Regions from separate parts of the Mus musculus genome. Here regions 1 and 2 are each linked to region 3. The links are chromatin contacts, called in public Hi-C maps. All regions are on one chromosome and are shown on one strand. Each heading gives the region's core, a stretch centred on a gene start, on an enhancer-like site or on the middle of the called end of the contact. The rest is flanking DNA. Distances are from core to core; before and after follow the strand shown.

What was found. A called contact is a pair of places that touch in the nucleus more often than the background predicts.
Region 1: a contact with region 3 is called in a Hi-C map of uterus. The contact joins two enhancer-like sites. A contact is called at or near these places in 3 of 484 Hi-C or Micro-C datasets (adipose-derived mesenchymal stem cells, bone marrow-derived macrophages and uterus).
Region 2: a contact with region 3 is called in a Hi-C map of uterus, with 2.7 times the contacts expected there. The contact joins two enhancer-like sites. A contact is called at or near these places in 1 of 15 datasets of contacts at CTCF or cohesin (the NIH/3T3 cell line), 1 of 484 Hi-C or Micro-C datasets (uterus), 2 of 115 datasets of contacts at active chromatin or transcription factors (astrocytes and fibro-adipogenic progenitors) and 1 of 9 other capture datasets (embryonic stem cells).

What each region holds. Positions count from the first base shown.
Region 1 is chr8:114,772,352-114,776,001 of GRCm38.p6, reverse strand. All of the region lies in intron 8 of Wwox (WW domain-containing oxidoreductase), which reads right to left. Among named protein-coding and RNA genes, the nearest start is that of Gm16118, 66 kb to the right of the region's middle. Within about 2 kb of position 1,696, at least 58 of the 459 cell types and tissues checked have an H3K27ac peak or open chromatin away from gene starts, as enhancers often do. A contact at or near this core is called in uterus, where this site is marked.
Region 2 is chr8:114,456,237-114,459,746 of GRCm38.p6, reverse strand. The region is part of intron 4 of Wwox (WW domain-containing oxidoreductase); the gene reads right to left. Among named protein-coding and RNA genes, the nearest start is that of Wwox, 18 kb to the right of the region's middle. Within about 2 kb of position 1,421, at least 14 of the 459 cell types and tissues checked have an H3K27ac peak or open chromatin away from gene starts, as enhancers often do. A contact at or near this core is called in uterus, where this site is marked.
Region 3 is chr8:115,857,406-115,861,053 of GRCm38.p6, reverse strand. The region is part of intron 1 of Gm31037 (a long non-coding RNA gene); the gene reads right to left. Among named protein-coding and RNA genes, the nearest start is that of Gm31037, 3.0 kb to the right of the region's middle. Within about 2 kb of position 1,468, at least 5 of the 459 cell types and tissues checked have an H3K27ac peak or open chromatin away from gene starts, as enhancers often do. A contact at or near this core is called in uterus, where this site is marked.

The DNA of each region.
Region 1 (3,650 bases), core at 447-2,946, 1.1 Mb after region 3:
CGTGCATCATGTCTCAATTCCATGACACCACATGCGGTTTCTGCATGCTTTCCACATGCAGTATCAGGAGACATCATTTGTGCAGGCTTGACTAGGGAGGGACAGGACCACGGCAGGATGCTGGTGCAGCCCCAGATAGGATGTCCACTGAAACACAGATGCCATGTGCCTGTTTCCTCAAGGATAAGGGACCCGATGTGACCCGCTGGGGGCTTGTTTGCAGGGATCTGCAAAACCTCACATCAGAGACACACAGATTTAATGAGCTGAGCACACTAGCCATCTTCCAAAGCACTCCCAGGAGAGGGTGCAGCTGGGACACATCTACAAGACGGGAACCAGAGTACCCTGGCACTTGTCCGAGACGGGGCCTGTTGGTTGCCTTTGCCAGTTGTATCTGTGCCCCCCCCCCCCCCACGATGGTCAGTTGCTCTAAATAAATATCCGTGGTTCCTGGGCATAACTCAGACTTTGCATTTAAAATTAGATCTATAGTGGCTTGGCCAAAATTTGTGTGTGAGTGTGTGTGTGCACTCGAGAGTGTGCGTGTGTGCGTGCATGCGCGCGATGGGTATGTAGCTGCCTGCAGAGGCCAGAGGAGCATGTCAGAGTTCTTGGAGCTAGAGTTACAGGTGGTTATGTGCTGCCTACTACGGGAGCTGGAAAGCAAACGTGGGTCATTTAAAAGAAGAGCAATGAGCACTCTTGATGCTGAGCCACCTCTCCCGTCTTTGCTTTTTCTTCAGTACGGTTTTATATTTGTGTGCATTTGTAGTGTGTATATGTATGCGTGTGCACGTGATGTTCACACCAATTCCCCACAGAGTCAACATTAGATGTCTTCCTCTACTACTCTCTATACATGCCTTCCCCTACCCCTTTGATTCAGTATGCGCCATTTCAGCTCAGTTGGCTGCCAGGGACCCTAGGATCTGTCTCTATCTCTACCTAGGTTTCCTCAGCTGGAGCCAAGTGCTCAGCCTTCTTAAGTGGGTTCTGGAGATCTGACCTCAGGTTCTCATGCTTATTCAGCAAACAATTTACCTGCTGAGCCACCTCCCCAATCCTTTCAAAATTAATTTATATTCAGATATTATTACCGTTACTTGTTCCTTTAAACAGAGCAGCACACAGAGAAATCGCTAGTGTTCTCTTCTATCAGAACACGGGCTGGTCCAGCCTACACATTTGCTCATGGTTGGGTGGACAGGTAGCAAGCAATGCTATCTGGGCTGACCTCTTCATCTGAGATCACCTTGTCTTCGTTAGAAGAATCTTGCTTCTCCTGTGTGTTCCACAGTGGTACAGAACAGACAGGGCCCGAGTCTTACTGTAGAACAGGCCTCTGGTAAGTTATAATTAATCAGCTTCAACCTTCTAACAGGAGCCAGCTGGTGAACGTGACATTGCTGGAACTGGACAGGTGTGGCAGTGAGACACACGGTCCCTTGCCGGTCACAGGGTATTCCAGTAGGTGGGTAGGACTGGGGAGATTCTGAGCGCCCACCTCTGAGGACTGGACAGAGTAAAATAAAAAAAGAGTGAAAGATTCCCTTTCATTTTTTTCTTCTTCTCTTTCTCAGGTTAATATGAAATTTTAGGAGCACAGGAGCGAGACTTCCGGCTCGACAGAGCGGCTAAGTCACCGAGCCGACTTTTCTCTGAAGCAAAAGCGATGTACAATGTTGATGTGTGCCAAGAACTCACTTGGGCATGGGGCCAAGAGAATGCGGCCTGTCAGTCGTCCGTGGGGGAACGAGAGAGCAGGGAGTCCAAGCACATTTGGAGAGATGCCTTACAGTTCTGAGGCAGCCTTTTCACGTCCACAGAAGCCCTGCCCCCCCCCCCCCCACCCAAACTCGAAACCTCTTGTTTCTGGCTCTGGGAGGCAGCTGTTGGCGAAGACATACCTCTTTGGCAAACCAACGTCATCCTCAAGCAGACCCTGTGGTGTGAGGGGTCTGGAAGGGGCCAGGCCAAGGTGGTAAACCTTCCTACCAGATCATCTCTTGTCTCTTGCATTCAGCCAAGGCAATGTGCTCTGCAGAGCCAACCCTTGCCTGTCTCAGAATCATGACTTGCTTGTGACTAAGTAGAGGCTGAATCGGCACCCTGATCCCCCACACCCCCCCACACCCCCCAGAGCCCTGGAGTCCCCTCCACACCCCCCCCCCAGCCCTGGAGTCCCCTCCACCCGCTCTTTACAAAATCAGTTCATCTGGGTAATTTTTAAAGCGCAGCACGTGGGCCAGCTGGAATTGTTTGCCTCTTCCTGGCCAAATGTTTGGGGCGCCTTCCAGCCTTCAGTCTACATGCTGTGTGTGTGTGCTAGCAAGATCTGGAAGGCACGTCCAGGACTGGGAAGGAGGGTGTTGCTGACCGCAGGACCCGCCAACTTCCCTAGGCAGGAATGAGAAAGAAGCCTGCTCTTTTTAGGCAAGCCACTGTCAGGCAACACTGTCAGGCAGTGATTCTCTGGGCTTGGATATTAATGCTCACATTCACTGGCTTCTGAGCTAAACCCCCCATCCCAGATCCTTAAAAAGAGAAGATGATTTTCCAGGGAAAGGAGTGTGTGTGTGTGTGTGTGTGTGTGTGTGTGTGTGTGTGTGTGTGTGTGTATGTGTGTGTGTGTGTGTGTGTGTGAGCTTATTTATGCTGCTCTTATCCAGAACAGGGCTGATAGGAAAGTCACTGGACAAGGGTCTGCCTGGCAGGATGCTGCCTGCCTTCCTTCTAGAAAGCAGGCTACTTAGATAAGGTGCAGTAGTGGCAGAAGTCGCCTTGAACACTTGGCAAGTGTGTTCATTTAGAAGGAAATAATACAAAGAGAAGGGCAGAATATTCTGTCTGCCTCCTCCCTCCAGCCACGGGGAAGGTAGATAATTAGACTTCATTTACAATCCAGAGCTTTCAAAAATAAGACCTGTGTTGGTTATTTATTTATTTATTTTTAAAGATCTTTTAACTTTGAAGTTCTGGAGATTGGGGCGGGAAGCTGCCTTGTGTGAAATGTGCCTGGCCTATTGTACTTGGGGGAGTCGGAAAAAAAAAAAAAAAAAAAAAAAAAAAACGGGGACAATAATAGCCCTTCACGGAGGAGACGGGATTGTGTTCAACACACCATTTATCTCCTTTTGGACACAAAAGCATATGTGCAAATATGTCCATTTATACATTCTTCTTCTGGGGGCCTGTGACTCTTCCAAGTCATTATTCATATTAATTAATGTGTGTTTGGTTTATAAACTGCTGGGCTTAAGAACTCAAGTTGAAATGTTCTAGGAAAGTCAATACCCCAGCACTGCCTGTGACAGGGTAGGGGTGAGGGGTGGGGGTGGAGCTAATGGGCTGGATCCAGCCTTCCAATAGGGTGACAGGAGCTTTACACATCTGGGACAAGGCAAAAGGCCCTGTGAAGGGCCTTATATTTGCTGTCTGGAGACCGGCATCCATTCTTCCACCCTCCTGGATCCACAGAGAGCTTCTCAGGATAAACTGGGTCATAGTTCATAAATTCTGAGTGTCCAAGGAAGGGGGGAAAATGATAGTATTACTGAAACACAGTCCACACAATTCTGTTTTCTGGAATGGCCCAGCTCTCTGGGCCTGTTAAAGGCAGTTCATCAGCAAAGCACTTTGCATTAGAG
Region 2 (3,510 bases), core at 172-2,671, 1.4 Mb after region 3:
TGCTCCCAAAACTCAGACATAGCTTTTCTAGACAAAATTTCCCAGTCCAGAGATTCATTGAGGAAAGAAATAGAGAGGGACAGAAGTTCTCCAAGTTATCACAATCCAGATGTGAAACGACCCCCACAGACAGGTGGCTGAACACCTGGCTCCCAGCTGGTGATTCTGTTTTGAGAGGTTACAGAGCCCTTTGGACATAGGATCTTGCTGACAGAAGACAGGTCAGCCCTGAGGGGCAGGCCTTGAGGACCAGAATCCGACTGCACTTCCAGCAGGTCAGTTTCCTGATCCATCGAGATGTAAACAAGGCATACGGCAAGCTCTTCAGTCCCCGAGCCTTCCCCACTATGGTGAACTGTACCTTCTAGAACCCTGAGCCTAGAATCACTTCTACCAGGATTTGTTGCCAGGACAAGAAGTGTACCTGATAATCTGATGCTAAGGTTCTGGGACAACGCATTAATACATTATTGTCCAGGTACAGTAATGTCCCTCCTCGGAGGATGTTGACATCCTGATCTCTAGGATTGTCACCTGACACAGCAAAGTGGATTTTGGCAATGGGGTCAAATGAAGGGTCTTAAAATGGAGGAAGGATGGTCTTGGATTATGGAGGGAGAGGAGAAATACTGGATATAATCACAATAGCTGATAGATGGAGGCACTGAATAGCTAGACCACTCTGGGAGAAAAGGTAGCTGGAGCAATGTACTGGAAAGTTAGAGGGTGGAGGATAGGGCTATGAACCAAGGGACACAGGCAGCCGCTAGGAGCTTTAGGAAAGAGAAGGAAATGGGTACCCCAACCCCCACCCCAAAGCCTCCAGAAGGACCAGCCCTGCTAGCACCTTGACTTTAGCCCAGTGAGACGAACTTAACTTCTGACCTCTGTTATCTGAGGTGCAGAAACCTAGTTTGTTTTAAGCCAGTGGGTACATGATACTCTTTCACTGCAGTGACAGGAAATGAATACTAAATAAATAGGGAAGGACCATGCGACAGATATGGCGTATACGTGTACAGTCTGGTTAGTCGGTCTCAGAGTGCCTGGCGATGACGCACAAGTGTTAACTGGCTCCATCCCTGACCGAGAGAAAAATACAAAGGAAGGACAAGAGGCAGGGGACGCTGGCCAAGCAGCAATTACACTTGGTGAAAAAGGAGTCTCGTGCACGTAGACATCAGCTCTGCAGGCAGAAAAGATGGTGTCTCTTGCCAAAAATCTGACTTGGCTCCTGGCTGAGACGTCTCTTGGAATGGATGTGTTACAGCGCTCCCCGATGTACCCGATACTCAGTTTGGTAACCGTACATGAACTCGGAAGGGAAATGTCTTCACTAACAGATAAAGCTGTAATGGCATGGGGTTTGTTTGGTCCTGTTTTGTTTCTTTCTTTGAATACACTGATGATCTCTCGGCCGAGACGAGCTTCTTAAACCCAGCTGCCGAGCTGAGAGAGTACAGCTGGTTACTCTACATCACGGCCGGCCACACATAAGAGAGCGCAATGCAGTTAGAGGACAAGATGGGGGGGGGGGCTTGCGGGGGAGGGGGAATGCAAAAGTTTGGGAGGGTCATCCTTGAGGACACGAGTGGCTAACAGTGAGAGGCCCTTTTGTTTGTTTTTGTTCTCTTCCCATTTTTAAGTGTGTATGTATGGTGCACAAGTATATGTGTATATTTGCATAAATGTGGGCACATGTGTGTGTGTGAGAGAGAGAGAGAGAGAGTGTGTGTGTGTGTGTAGGTCCTTGGTCACTATCAGGAAACACCCCCATCGATCTACCATACTCACTGAGGCAGGGACTCTCAGTCAAACCCAGAGCTTGCTGATACACCTAGTCTCACTCTCTCAGGCCGAAAGGGCTAGTGGGCCGCTGAGCCCACTGGCATTATGTGGCCACCAAACCAGCTGTACATCACATAGTCTAGTCCCTCAACATCTGGCTCCCTTTCTGAACACTGGGGCCTAGGCCTGAAGCAACCTCAGCAGCCCTAGTGAAAAAGCTATCAAGAGTGGCCTAGAATGTTCCATCTACGGAAGGAATGAAAACACTCTCCCTTCTCTTCTAACCTTCAGGGCTCTTTCCTACAGCTGAGAGGTTATTTTCCTCCACACACAGCCGTAAGCACCCTGATCCTAAGGGACTCTGCCTTATCATGCTTCCATCCATTAATTGGTCCATGCACAACAGACACAGAGCTGGGAATGGTAGCATGTGCTTAGGTCTCTGCACTCAAAGTCAGCCGAGCCTACGCAACCCCATGTGTAACAGGCCAATGTGGGGGTCACTGAGACGGCTCAGGAAGTGAGAGCGCTCACCATTGTGCCTGATGACCACAGCTGGATCCCAGAGACCCATACAGTAGAAAGAGAAGAGACTGTTAAAGTTATCCTTACACACACACACATACACACACACAGACACACACACACACACACACACACACACTCACACACACACACACACACACACACACTCTCTCACACACACACACACACACACACACACACACACACACACATACACTCTCTCTCACACACACACACAAATAAATGTAACTTCGAAATGTTTTAAGAGACAGAGAGTCTCTACATTTTACAAATGAAGAGCCTTATATTTAAAATACTAAAGTGGCCTGCCCTAGGTCACTGAACAAGTTAACTGTCATTCCACTAGTTTTCTTCCTTCTATGTCCCAAGAGCCTCCAGTCAAGGTGCTGACCCTCTGGGTGCTGATAAAATCACACGCCAGCATTGACTCATTCTCGCGTATTCCAGAGGAGAGGGGCTGCAAACCTGGACACTTAGTCTTAATACAGCAGACAGCCCTGCAAACCAGGAGTTTCATGAGCGAGGGTCCTAATGAAACAACTGTGATCTGAGTCATACAAGGGCTAACGGTTCAAGTCCCTCCAGTCCCTGTCTGTGATATCTTTTTCTGCTCCCAGGCTACAGAAACAATAACCAGACAGCCTCATTGGATTTGGTTTTTGTTTTTTGTTTTGTTTTGTTTTGGGGGGAGGGGTGTTGTTTGGTTTGTTTTGGCTACATGATGGTACTATCTGACTTCTAACCAAAAGGTGGGAAAAAAATCTTTCCAAACTAAAGACCAGTCAATGCCTACCAGTTATTCAAAGCGATCAAAAAGATGATCCCGGGGCCAATGCAGAGCTCCGGTGCCATCCTCGGGAGGACCTGTAAAGCACAAAGCTAGGGAACACCAACTTAGTATAAGGACTCATTCCGGGCCCGAGCATCCGCTGCAGAAATGGCTGCAGGGCGAGTGTCTGCAAGGGACCCACATCTCCATCCTGAACAACTGCGCAGAGACGGAGAACTACCTGCCTGGCCCATGAGCTGGAGGAAGTCACCTGGCCCGAGTCACTCAGGTAGGAAGAGGGGAGCAGTTTGAAAACTAGGTCACGCCTGCTTCTAGAGTCAGAACTCCTCGCCCGCCTGCCCCTCTCCAGACTGAAACCCGCCACCAATCAAGCCTGCCCTGCCTGT
Region 3 (3,648 bases), core at 219-2,718:
ATGACAATGCTAGAGGTTGGGGTCAGTTTTGAAAGATGGCCCCCTGCCCTTCAACGTCTTCTCCCCAAGATGGTTCCTTAATTCTAAGGAGAAACATTATCTCAGAAAAAAAATCAAGAGGGACAGCTCTAGAAGTTGAATACACAAGGTTGGCCTCAGAGCACCATACACATACATGTACATGTAGTTACACAGACACAGACACAGACACAGACACAGACACAGACACAGACAAAGACACACACACACACACACACACACACACACAGAGAGAGAGAGAGAGAGAGAGAGAGAGAGCACATGAATATCCACACATGAACACAATTCTCACAATTCTTCATGTACTTGATATGTGTTACTGAAGTTGGTTGTCCAGTTTAATTTGGGTTTTAGAAAGATGCATCTGTATTTGGGGTCCCAATAAAATAAATCCAGAATCTAACATTGACAGCTAAATCTGATCCTCTTTCTGGTGAGATCATCACAGAGCACTCTTGATGTGCACTCTTTCCTGTGGGTTGAAAAGCCTCTCTTTTCAGGATATGGTCTCAGTGAGTGCCTGAGTTCCATAGTCCTTGTCTATGGTTACCATTGGATTAAGCTATATTCTTTGCATCCAAGTCTAAGGTCAACTTCCCCTCTCTGTCATGAACACTATCCCAGGATGATAGACTACTGTCCTCCCCCATCTTTAACTTTTTTTTTTACACATCACTCCTAAGAAGGTTGTCAGAACGCTGTTATCTGCCACCGGATGATCGTCAGCGTCTGAGCCACTGCGTGTTCTTTTTGAAGATGATCAACTTATGGGTTTAGAGTAGAATTCGGTTTCTTTGATACTGTCTCCCCAAGGTCAGATCATCACTGGTCTGATCACCTACCTCTGGTTCAGACCTTTAAATAGGCACTTGTTCCTATTAACAAGGATAAAAGCGGTTCACAGGCTCAGCATCTCAGTGTCGCTGGATAGAAGCGAGAGTGCCAGTCCCTGCTTTCCTGGATGATTAACTACAGAAATGGCTGGGGCTCAGACAAAACCACTGTTGAAGTTCACAAATTTCTAGTACTCATATTCCACTTCATAGATTCTCTCAGCTCATTTGCCTAGGACCCATCTTGGTCTATAGATGCATATAAAGGGCCATGCTCAATGTTTTCCTCAGACAGGATGATAGCATTCTGTGCTCCAAAGCCATGAAAATTATTCCAAGATTTGATTTTTCTATATTCTTCAAGATCTACCAGCAATCCCTAAGCCTGAGCTTTATTCTTGATGTGTCTCACACTATTATTGTTTAAGTTCAGTGGCTTTGCCAACACATTGTGACCCCGCTCTATAATGACGCACTGTGGCCATATGCCCCATCTCCACAAGTCCTGGGCTTGCCGCCCATGCTGTCCCCACCCCTGACTCCCACTCTATGCACAAGGGCCTCAGAAGGCAGAACTTAATTCAGACCAGCTGCCTTTCTTCTGCTGCTCCAGATAAACATGGGCCTGAGCGCACTGTGCTAGCTCAGTTGGACCCATGAGAGAGGTAGTCGAATGGCAAATCCACCTCGCAAGCCTGTAACGTTCTCTCATGGGACACTTGATCTGCCTTTCCCGTCCAGATCTGCTGAGTATTTTAATGTTGTAGTTTGTCTTGTCTGTTTACAACATCGTCAGTATCTATGGCATCTCTCCCAATAAGAGGTCACGAGGACCTTCCCTTGAACTCCAGCTTCTGCTACTTTGGGGGTGACCATCAACTTCTTGGAAACTGCTGCTGCCCCCAACAGTTAATGTCATGTGCATTGTGAAGCTTAGCATTAAAGATTAAAAAAAAAAATAACCACACTTTGTGGTGATGTTTGGTGTTCTTTACACCATGTAATAGAAGAGAGATAGATAGGAATTTTGAAAAATAGATTTCTGGTTGACCACAAGTGGAGAGAGACCGCTGACAGAAACGTTGACCCTCTGAGTAGCTCTTCCAGGCTGTACGCGCTATTGTATGACTTCTTTCCTTCCCTGGGGTTGCTGGGAAGGTCTTTAGGCCTCAGTTCTTTCTGTGGCATTGTTCTACTTACTCCTCAGCTGAGCAGATGCCAGACATCTAGCCCCTGGTTCTGTCATGTATGGCTCCAGGCAGCTCTGAATGCTCACATCATTGTGTCTAGACAGGCAGCCAAAATAGCCTCAAATGAGCCTCCTTCCCTTTCTTCCTTTCTTTCTCCCCCCACCCCTTTCTTTTTCTTTTTCTTTTTCTTTTTCTTTTCCTTTTCCTTTTTCTTTTTCTTTTTTTTTCTTTTTCTTTTCCTTTCCTTTCCTTTTCTTTTTTCTTTTTGTTGTTGTTTTGGTTTTGGTTTTTCAAGTCACAGTTTCTCTGTGTAGCCCTGATGGTCCTGGAACTCACTCTGTAGACCAGGCTGGCCTCGAACTCAGAAATCCACCTGCCTCAGCCTCCCGAGTGCTGGGATTAAAGGCATGTGCCACCACTGCCAGGCTCTCCCCTTCTTTCTTTCTCCCTTTCTCTCTCTCTCTCTCTCTTTCTTTCTTTCTTTCTTTCTCTCTCTCTCTCTTTCTTTCTTTCTCTTTCCTCCATTTCTAGCCTCCGTTTCTCCCTTCCTTATTTCCCTCCCTTCTCTACTTTATCTCCTTATCCCCTCCTTTTCCTCCTTTTTTACTGTCTCCCTCATTTTCCTCTTCCTCCTTCCTCTTTTGTTCTCTCTTTCCTTTTACTTTTTCCTCACTTCCTCCCTCCATCCCTTCTTTCCTTTCTTTCTACTCCTCTTTTCTTCCTTCTTTCTCTCCTCTCTTCCTCTTTTCCTTTCTTCCTTCCTTCCCTACCTCCTTTCTTTCTTCTCTCTCTCTCTCCCCACCCCTTGTCCGTGTCTTGAATTCATCTGGGAATCTCTGTAGTAAATTGAATGCACCATCTTTGCTCACCTGGGCTCACAAATATTGATCCTCACCCAGAATAAGGCTCCAGAGGTTCTTTCTAAGCACTATCTTCATCTGCTGTCAGAATCCTACCTTCCTTTCCATCCCTAGTGGCTAGAGCCTCCTGTGGGGAGACTCTGGACCATCTCCATCATACTGCCTGTCTTTCCTGAGAACCCCTAAGAGCAAAGGCCTTTTTAGGAGAATGACTGTTCACTTTATTGGATGATTGCTATCCTTGCCTAATCATATCAAATGCCCCCTTAAAATCTAGAAAATCTCCTGGTTTTCTAATAAGTCATACAATATCTGTGTTCTTAAGAAACCTTTCAGCTGGGCTTAAGCAACAACTTAATGGCTTGTGACAGGCAATTTTAATTCCCCCTTCCTGGATTTCTCAAAAATCCACATGCTCTTGGGTTCTTCTTATGCTTCTCTGCAGCTTTCTGGATTCCATGTTTTTTTTTGTTTTTTTTTTGTTTTTTTTTTTTTTTGTCTGCTATCAGCCAAGATACAGAATAGAGCATTTTACTGGTTAACAGGAAGTCTCCATCACACAGAACCTTATAATCATTTTGGTATACTTTTATTCTGGGTGTGTCCTGGGAATGACTACATTGATCTGTAAGCTCTGCTCCATCTTGCTTATGCCATTCCTTGCTCCCACCCTTCCTCCATCCTCCTTATCCCCCTCCCCTTTCCCTCTGGGACAATAAACACATT